Linked DNA regions of Mus musculus: all the other regions are linked to region 2. The links are chromatin contacts, called in public Hi-C maps. All regions are on one chromosome and are shown on one strand. Each heading gives the region's core, a stretch centred on a gene start, on an enhancer-like site or on the middle of the called end of the contact. The rest is flanking DNA. Distances are from core to core; before and after follow the strand shown.

Region 1 (2,832 bases), core at 70-2,569, 130 kb before region 2:
TCTGGGCCAACAGGAGGTGGACCAGATGGCACATGTAGCTCTGAGTCTCATTCTCTCCTTCTTCACCCTCCTTTTCCCCACCTGGAATGCAGATGTGCTAGCCAGTCAGGTTGGTCTATGTAGAGCATGGAGGTTGGAGGAGAAAGGGCACTCGTCTCAGACTGCATGTGGGGGGGTGGGGGACGGTGGTTTCCTCACCAGCAGCACTGTCAGCCTCCACCAAGAAATGCCTTCTGCTGGGGCTACCTCACATCTGCCTCACAACAACTGAGTTCAAGTTTAAACTAGTACAAGGCGCTTTGTATGTGCTTCCTGAACCACACTCGTGGATAATAGATTTTGCTTCTACCCAGGAAATAAGACAGAAAGGCTTTTCCATTTGAAAATTTAGACTTAAGTTTTAGGCAGCCTCACCTTGGAAATCATTTCTCCATGCCCTGGTCAAACACAAGGTCCCCTGGGAAACCGAACTGACCCTGCACTGGATCGATTTAAAAGTGTTTCTCCAAGATCAAATGTAGGTCGGGTGTGCCTTGACTAGCAGAGTGTGACTCCCTTTTGCCTGGGAAGCCTCACTGCATTGAAAATCAAGGCCCAGGCAAGTATTCTTCAAAGACTCCTGTGACCCCAATGCCCTCTCACTTTCTTCTGTGTTTAGTCTTCTGATTTGCTAAAGTCTGGGTCCCCCCAAGGAATCTGTACATCTCACTGCGGAAAGAGTCCAGTTCTTGTTTGTGGCTTTCTCCACACGTCCTCTCCTGCTCCTTGGAGTCCAAGGTGCTCACCAGTGAGATGCCCCAACCCCACCCCAGGCTGCTCTAGACACGAGGGGCTGAGAGAGGGAATGTGCCCTGTAGCTCAGCAGAAGGTACAGAGATCTGCCTGAGCAGCCACATCCCCAACCACTGGGCTTGCATCATGCCACTTACAGGAACTGGGCGCCACATGTCCGGTGAAATAGAAGATACAGGAAATGAGCTAGATTCCTAGGTTTGAGGGAGGGCAGGCTCCTCCTTAGCCAGAGGAGTCAGGACAACAGCAGCCACACATGGCACGCTGAGCCCTTGGCAAACGGCACAAAGGAAGGCTGTGTCTATCCATTCTGGGGACAATTTGGGGGTGGGAAGCTGGAAAGCTAACCTTGTTTCTTTTTCCCTTAGCACAAAGCATTGAAAAGTCAAAGTGACGTGTGTGTGTGTGTGTGTGTGTGTGTGTGTGTGTGTGTGTGCTTGCTGTAGCACATGTTTTATGCATGACTGTGCATCAAGCAGTCTGGGAGTTCTACAGACTGTGTTAGGAGGCACAAAGACAAAATGGGCTCACGTAGCAGACAAAACCAGTCCTGGAAAAAAAAAAAAACAGCCCCAAGTGCTGGGGGTTTGGGAGGTGTTCTGACTCAGCAGCTCAAACCATACACCCCGGTTCCTCCCTTGCAGAGCCTCACAGTGGCATTTAAAGCCAGGGTCCAGACTCTATGAGGGGGCTGAGCTGCCAGACCGGGGTGGCTCATGCCACCTCCATCCTCTCCTTCCTCAGATCTCAACCTGGGACCAGACCCTCTACCCTGAAAAAAAATAAGAAGTTAACCTAAACACTTGAGCGTCTCTTCCTCTCCTAATGGCTTGCTAATCATCTCTTGGTCCACCTGTGTATGCACACAGGGTCTTTCTTAGATCCCACAGTGGGACTGGAAGCTTCTGGGGACAAGGGCTCAAACATCTCTCCCTTCAGTGCCCATGGCCTCTTGCACGATGCCTCACACAGACAGGTTTTAATGAGTATTTGACTAGCGGGTCTGGTTTAGTATGGAAGGATTCCTTTTCTTTCTGCACTTTACAAAACTAGGTGTTGATAAGGTCCAGTCACCCCCAACCCTGCGGCCAGTTCTGGAGGTTTTTGCTGCCGCTACACTGTGTGCTTTCAGCTGTGAGCACAGAGCAAAATAAAGGCATGCCAGAGTCACCTACCACCTTCTCGTCCCTCTCTCCAGGTCCTCCTGTTTCTGGGGAAAACCATCAAAGGCACTGAGGCTGGTAACAATTACCAAGGAATGAAATATCAATCCCTCTTTTGCCGCTGCTAGGTAATGACATTAGAAGTTCCCTGTGATTGTCCTGGGATGTATGGGAGTTAGCATGAGGTAGAAGTGAGGGCTCTATGGAACTTCCGTGTAGGACTTCCTCCAAGGGGAAAGCAGATACCCACACAAAATGGCTTCCTGACTGAACAGGAGGACTTGGGACCTTAATCTGGTGGCATTGGACTAGCACTGACCTGAGTTTCTAGTAGAGAATCCATTTCCTGTGTGTCTCCAGAAACCACCTCAGTGTATTTCCGGGAAGTATTTCTGTCAGCTTCTTCCACACCTCAGGTTTATGACCAGGACAGCAGGGGACCTGGGTTGTGGCACTGGTAGAAGACAGTGTCTGGTCCTTTTGGTCCTTCATTGCTCTCTGTTCCAGTGCCCCAGACTCCGGTAGATCCACCCTCCTGGCAGGCATCCTCTTGGCCCCAGTCTTGACACGTGTGCTCTGTATCTGGGTGTGTTTCTCCAGAGTGCTTGTGGCACTGCTTCCCCTCATTCAGGGGTGACTGCAATGTCACTCTCTTCCAGAACTCTCTCCTAAAATGACCCCCCCACCATGCCCACATATTAGTCCCATTTTAGTTTCCTTATTCTCTGTCACATTTTATTTTCCCCAATGACACTTGTCACAGTCTGATTATTGTCTGTTACTCACACATTTACTTTGCTGACCCTGGTCTCTGGTATGTAGTTCTCCAAGAACTATCCTTTTTTATGGTACTGTCAGCACTTAAACAGGCCAGGTA
Region 2 (3,274 bases), core at 131-2,630:
TGCCTCTGCCAAACTTGCAAAGTCCAAGTTTGTGTGGTGTATTTTTTCTTAGTCTATAAGCCTCTTCACATAATTAAACCCTCGTGACTCACAGGATGGGTGACCACGACGCCTAATGGAATGATCAAGATCACGCAGAAGAAGTTGGATTTTTTTTTTTAAAGAATTACTTATTTACTTATTATGTGAGTACACTGTAGCTGTCTTCAAACACACCAGAAGAGGGCATCAGATCCCATTACTGATGGTTGTGAGCCACCATGTGGTTGCTGGGAGCTGAACTCAGGACCTCTGGAAGAGCAGTCAGTGCTCTTAACTGCTGAGCCATCTCTCTCTAGCTCCAGAAGATGTTTCTTAACAGTCAATTAAAATGAACAGCAGAGGTAACTTCAGCAGCCAATCAAAGCAGCCTTTCTTTGTTAACCTAGTCAAGTCACTGAAGTTTTCCAGGAAGTTCAGTGACCCCTTTTCAGAGCCTTCATCCAGGACTGTCCCAGGTCCACTACCCACACCTCAAGTTGCCTAAACACCCTACACACAAAAATAGCTAATAAATTTGTGATTCTCACTCACATTAACCAAGAGCTAGAAGACGAACAAAACTCTCAGCTATGACTAAGCAAAATGATTTAATTAAGTCAAGAAAAACAAATGTGAACGGTGAAGTTAACTGTTAACAGGCACAGAAAAGGGACAGATTTAAGAGAAAAACAGCTCTAAGCCTAGTAAAGATGCCATCATGGTTAAAGCCAACATTTTTCTTCAAAGGCTAATGTGTCAGCCTCAATAACCCAGAGCTATCGTGTCCAGGATGGTTTTCATGCAGATATTTTCGAATTTGACTCTTTTTCACTTATATTTCCCTATTTTTTGATCTCTGCTTTACACTGCATGAGAGCTTCTTAGATTTCTTTCCTGTGCCAAGTCAAAAATAAAAATGGATTTTAGTAACAAAAGTCAAAGGTCTCAGTATCCAGCAAAAACCACCTTTCTGTTCCTTCATCCGAAAAATCTGCAAGACTTTACAGTCTCTTCCTTTCTCAAAAGAGGGGAAATAGAGTTTGAAATATCCAAGTTAATATGTAAGTTATATTTGGTTTTGTTTAAAATTAAACAGAAGCCGTACCGAACTTACAAAAAAGAAAGTTGTTGTCTTTTACTACAAAGTATCATTATCGACAATCTTAGTATTAAAAACTCCTAACCTGCTCCCTCACCCCAAGGTTTCTGTAACCCTCTCCGGCACCCAAAGCGATCCGACCCTCTCGTTGTCAATCACTTACGGATCCCGCCCTGCCCCGCCCCTCCCCGCCCACTCCAGCAAGCAGAGTCTGAGCACCGCTCTGGCCTGGGGCTGAACCGGTGGCGCTGACGTCAGCTGGCGACCGCGGCCGCATTCCTAAACAGTTCAGACAAACCCAGTGGTGGGAAGCTTCGAAAGCCCTCAGCTGTAGTGAGGGAAGCAAGGGCTTGGCTGGCAGCCAGACTCCTGAGCTCAGCATTTTGTAATGCACTTCCTTTTTACTTAACAGCTTGCATAATGCCCTTAACCCTTTCTTACCTGCATCTCACCTTTAACCCCTTCTTTTCTGGGTCCAAAACATTCCTTGCAACTCAGTCTTCCCATGAGTCTGTAATATGTTCTCACCAAATCACAACTGATTGACTTTTAATACTGCTGAAGACGGAATTTAATTAAACACACATGCTCCCCACTACCTAACTAAAGTACCCAAATTTTGCTTCTGAAAATAACGTTAATTTTTAAGCATAAAAACATTTTATTAATTCTTAAGCCTTTTTTTTCCTAATGATAATAATACTGAAGAATAAACTAGGACCCTGAGCAGGCTATGCATGGGAACGCTATCGCTGAGCTACACTGCAGCACTAAATATTCTAATATTCTCAAGACCCTTCATAATTTATGCTTTCAGAAACTTTTTTGTGTATATATAGAGTAGCTTCAAATAGGTCACACTGCAGAGCAAAGGGCATACAGTGGCAGAATAGCTACCCAGCCCTATCTCTGGCAGCATGGTGCTCAGTAGGGACTAACTCCACAGCTAGACAGCAAGTTTAAGGTCAGCCTGGACTACATTAAACCATCTTTAATTACAACACCTCCATGGAGCATCACTGGATCCCAGGCAACACCTGCACTGGACATTGAGTGTGTGCACACCTCCTTCACAGAGGCTGTCTAGCACCCTCTCGCTGCTGCTACCTGAAGCTGCACATCTTCTCGAGCATCTCTCGAGCTCTGCATTTTGTACTGTGTGTTCCCTTTGTGACACACGACTGCAGAGTCTTTGCTCAGCCGCTGTTACCAAAATTCTTTTTGGAGAACAGATTTCAGTACTTTAATGCACACTGTTCATCCTTGGGATGCAGCAGGGCATGTTTACCCTTTAAGAGCAGATTGCTTCTTTGTAGACGATCCCACCATACCCTTTGTTCAATTTTCTATTGGTCTTTCAGTCTTCCTAATGTGTAGTTGCTTTACTTAAAATTCATTTTTATTTTGTTTTTGTTTTTCAACAGGCTGAAGAGGTGGCTCAGCAGCTAAGCGCACCTGAGCTCTTGGAAGGGGATCGAGGTTTTGTTCTCGGTACCCACAATACAGGCTCACAACTGCCTAAAACTCCAACCGCAGGGGATCTGACACCCTCTTCTGACCTTCCAGGCACCTAGACATACATATACTTAGGCACACACAAATATACATAAAAGACCTGAATAAATCTTCAAAAAATTTTACATATACATGAGTGTGTGTGCACAGCATACATGTACAGGTCAGAAGACATCCTCAGAGAATTGGTTTTCCCCATGTGTGTCCACCATATGCATCCTAGGGATCCAACTCAAGCCATTAGACTTGGTGGCAGTTGTCTTCTCCTGCTGAGCCATCGTGTCATACTGGGGTGGTCTGAGTGAAAGTGGCCCATAAACTCATAAGAAGTGACATTACTGAACATGTGGCCTTGTTATAGTCTTGTGGTTGTTGGAGGAAGTGTGTCACAGGGGTGGACTTCCCACTGTGACAATGATGGACTAAATCTCTGAACTGTAAGCCAGCCCCTATTAAATGTTTTCTTTTGTAAGAGTTCTTGTGGTAATGGTGTTGCTTCAAAGCAATAAAACCCTTAACTAAGACACATACTATGCCTTTCAATATATTCTTTAGGGATTTTTTTTTTTAAAGAGAAAAAAATAATGCAGAGATTGGCCAGATGGCTCAGCAGTTAAGAGTATTCCCTGCTCTTACACT
Region 3 (2,861 bases), core at 67-2,566, 190 kb before region 2:
AGAGGCTCAGCTTGTTTTTTTCTTCTGTTTAATGGACTCCAGCCCAGGAAATGTTGCCACCCACTTGTGGTATGGCTTCTATCTCAATTAACCCAATCTAACATCTCCCTCCTAGACCTCCCCAAACTTACCTCTCATCGATGGTTTCAGAGCCTGTCAAGTTGATGACCAATATTAGCAGAAGCAGTTCCTGTAAGATTACAGAGTGCACTGGCCTTAGATCTTTGCTGTTTATGTTCACATTCTTCCTTAGGTGGAAGGCCTCTAACGTCCCTTGCTTTTCACTCTCCCAGGGTCTGTGCTGTTACTCTTGACATATAGTCCCCATCCCCATGTCCCCATGGGGGACAGAGCAAACAACCCTAACAACGGAGACATAAGCCCAAGCACATGACTCCTCTAGTCCAAGAAGATGTAAGGTCTCCTCCAGGGTGATGAGGGGACTTTGCCAGAATGTTAAGGGCTCTCATCAGTGTGCTGGGCCTCCAGGCTGGGGACAACTATCATAGATTCCCTCTCTGCTTAATTTCAGCTCTAGGACAACTGTCTGGTTAAGTAATGCTCTAATCTGTACAAAACAAAAACAAACAAGCACTATGGTCATTGAGCTATCCCGTCCCTCAGGTCACAGGAACATAACATCCTATAGGAGATTGACTGGAGTGTCAAAGTCCAGGCCCAGAGTCTGGAACATTTTAACAAACTTTTCAGAAAATTCTTTAAAATTTGAGAAATGTTTGGCTAGGATAAAACTTTTTAGCAATAGCATTCTATGCCCTAATTTAATCGATCTTTCTGGAAGTGAAACCTGGCATCTTTGCGCTTAAGAGCTTCACAGCTTGTTCCAGGGTGCAGCCAAACTAGAGAGCCACTCCTTGGCGGAAGCAGAACTCTGAATCAAAGGGCAAAGCCCAAGGTACTGTGCATGCAGCTGAGTTCCAGTCCTCCAAACAGTCATCAGGCATTTGCCTAGTAACAAGGGATTCCTAAAATATTTGCCCTTTTCTAAGCAGAGGCAACATCAGCCTTTTGAATGGCTACTCATTGTCTGTGCCTCATAAAAATATGTTGGGCCTCCACCGCCCAGGGCTCAAGAGCAGCGTGCCCGTTCCTTTGTGAACCCGGGCCTGCCTGACATGGGAAATGGCCCCTTTTGAGGCCGCTTCTCCTTTTGCTTTTGCCACCCCGGGTATTTGTGATTCTGGACAAGGCATACGCCTCCTTACCACGTCACTTTCCTCATTTGCAGACACAGTGTCCATTGATTTCTTTGGTTAAGCTGACTGGTGTCCCTGGCTCACGGCCAGTGACTATTTCTCTGCAGCCATCCTCAGCTTGGGGGTGAGCCAGGAAGGGGGAGAGAGGGCTGCTCGCTCTGAGCACAGACTCCAAGTGCTCTCTGTCCCGTGAGCTCTCCAAGTGTCAGGTTGTTCTTCTGATTCCCTTCAACATGGGCAGGTCAGGCAGAAGGCCTTGGAAGTAAGTCTGTGAACAGAACCAGCACTAGGCTCCCCTGAAATGTGGGCGTTCAGTGCAGTCCAGGCTCCAGCAGAGCCAGGCTTTAGGGGTACAAGCCAGCTTTCAGGGAACCCTCCGAATGACTTGGATGAGCTCTCTGCAACTATACAGCAATGTACCCACGGTGTAAGTATAGTTGTATCTATAGATGGTGACGATGTATTTCTTTTTAACATTACCATGTCACACAATTGCTACAGTCCTTCTTCCTAACCTATTCCTACTCATTGTTAGTCCCGTTGAGCCATGCACACGTGTTTCATGTGCATGTTACAATTTGATCTTCACCACCATTTGGGGAGATAGTTCCTAATATTATGTTCATTGCACAAATGCAAAACCAGGGTTTAAATAATATGGAAAGTGACAAAGTCTAGATACTGTTGTGTGTACCTCCAGACATGGGGTCAAGCCCTCATCTCTACTCTCAGCGTTTCTTGGAGACAGGGTCTTCCCTCCTGGCTATACTTGTTTGGGAACCAGTTATAGTATATGGCATGATCAAAGTTATTCAGAAACTGGGGAGCAGGGGGAGGGAATAGGGGATTTTCGGAGGGGAAACTAGGAAAGGGGATAACATTTGAAATGCAAATAAAGAAAATATCTAATAAAAAATTATTCAGAAACAGTAACAAAGATTGGAAAATAAAATTAGATTCCATTTTTTAAAAAACCCACAAATTTAATATGAAATATTTTTAAATAAAATAGAATCACTAGGAGAAAATACAAGTAGATAGTTGGGAAATTCCAAAGTGGAAAAGGCCTTTACAAAATAACATCAAAAGCAGAAACCATAAACTAAAGTATTAAGAATCTGGGCTCTGCCAATTTAAACATAAATGTAATCAGCAGACTGAGATATGTCACAGTGGTAGAGCAGTTGCCTAGCTTGTGTCAGGTCCTGGGTTCAGTCCCCGGTATGGGGTTGGTGGTGAATTGGCAACTTGCATTAAATTGCAGAATATAGGGAAAATAGATTGAATGTAAAAAATGTTCTTACAAACTAGTAAGAAAAAGATGAATATTCCAATTAAAAATAAAGTAGGCAAAAGAATAAAGACTATATATACATACTATGTATGTAAATTGTATTGTATGTAGTTGATGAGGACACTTCTGCATTCTCAGCAGGTGGGCGTGTACATTGACATAACCTCTCTAAAGGTTGATTTGATAAAATGTTGCAAAACTTTTTTTAAAAATGCAGAACAGTTGACCCAGGCATGTTGAGGAATACATCTTAAGAAAATAATTAAGGACCTGCATGGTGACACAGCAGGGGGGATGACCCTGAAATGTTGTGGACAGAGGCTTTAGAAATTAAAAAGTGTCACAGTCCT

What was found. Hi-C and Micro-C count contacts between places; a contact is called where the count stands out from the background.
Region 1: a contact with region 2 is called in a Hi-C map of cerebral cortex, with 2.9 times the contacts expected there. The contact joins two enhancer-like sites. A contact is called at or near these places in 3 of 484 Hi-C or Micro-C datasets (cerebral cortex and nephron progenitors), 1 of 115 datasets of contacts at active chromatin or transcription factors (pancreatic cancer cells) and 1 of 9 other capture datasets (embryonic stem cells).
Region 3: a Hi-C map of cerebral cortex shows a contact between it and region 2, with 1.9 times the contacts expected there. The contact joins two enhancer-like sites. A contact is called at or near these places in 1 of 39 promoter capture datasets (cranial neural crest), 2 of 484 Hi-C or Micro-C datasets (cerebral cortex and forebrain), 1 of 115 datasets of contacts at active chromatin or transcription factors (stem cell-derived neural progenitor cells) and 1 of 9 other capture datasets (embryonic stem cells).

Annotation. Positions count from the first base shown.
Region 1 is chr13:107,699,487-107,702,318 of GRCm38.p6, forward strand. No RefSeq gene overlaps it. Among named protein-coding and RNA genes, the nearest start is that of Gm52061, 12 kb to the left of the region's middle. Within about 2 kb of position 1,320, at least 156 of the 459 cell types and tissues checked have an H3K27ac peak or open chromatin away from gene starts, as enhancers often do. A contact at or near this core is called in cerebral cortex, where this site is marked.
Region 2 is chr13:107,829,976-107,833,249 of GRCm38.p6, forward strand. All of the region lies in intron 5 of Zswim6 (zinc finger SWIM-type containing 6), which reads right to left. Among named protein-coding and RNA genes, the nearest start is that of Zswim6, 58 kb to the right of the region's middle. Within about 2 kb of position 1,381, at least 111 of the 459 cell types and tissues checked have an H3K27ac peak or open chromatin away from gene starts, as enhancers often do. A contact at or near this core is called in cerebral cortex and forebrain, where this site is marked.
Region 3 is chr13:107,641,220-107,644,080 of GRCm38.p6, forward strand. Gm32186 (a long non-coding RNA gene) reads right to left here. Exons shown (of 8, transcript XR_873933.2): 4 at 1,227-2,861; 5 at 132-190. Among named protein-coding and RNA genes, the nearest start is that of Gm32186, 21 kb to the right of the region's middle. Within about 2 kb of position 1,317, at least 63 of the 459 cell types and tissues checked have an H3K27ac peak or open chromatin away from gene starts, as enhancers often do. A contact at or near this core is called in cerebral cortex and forebrain, where this site is marked.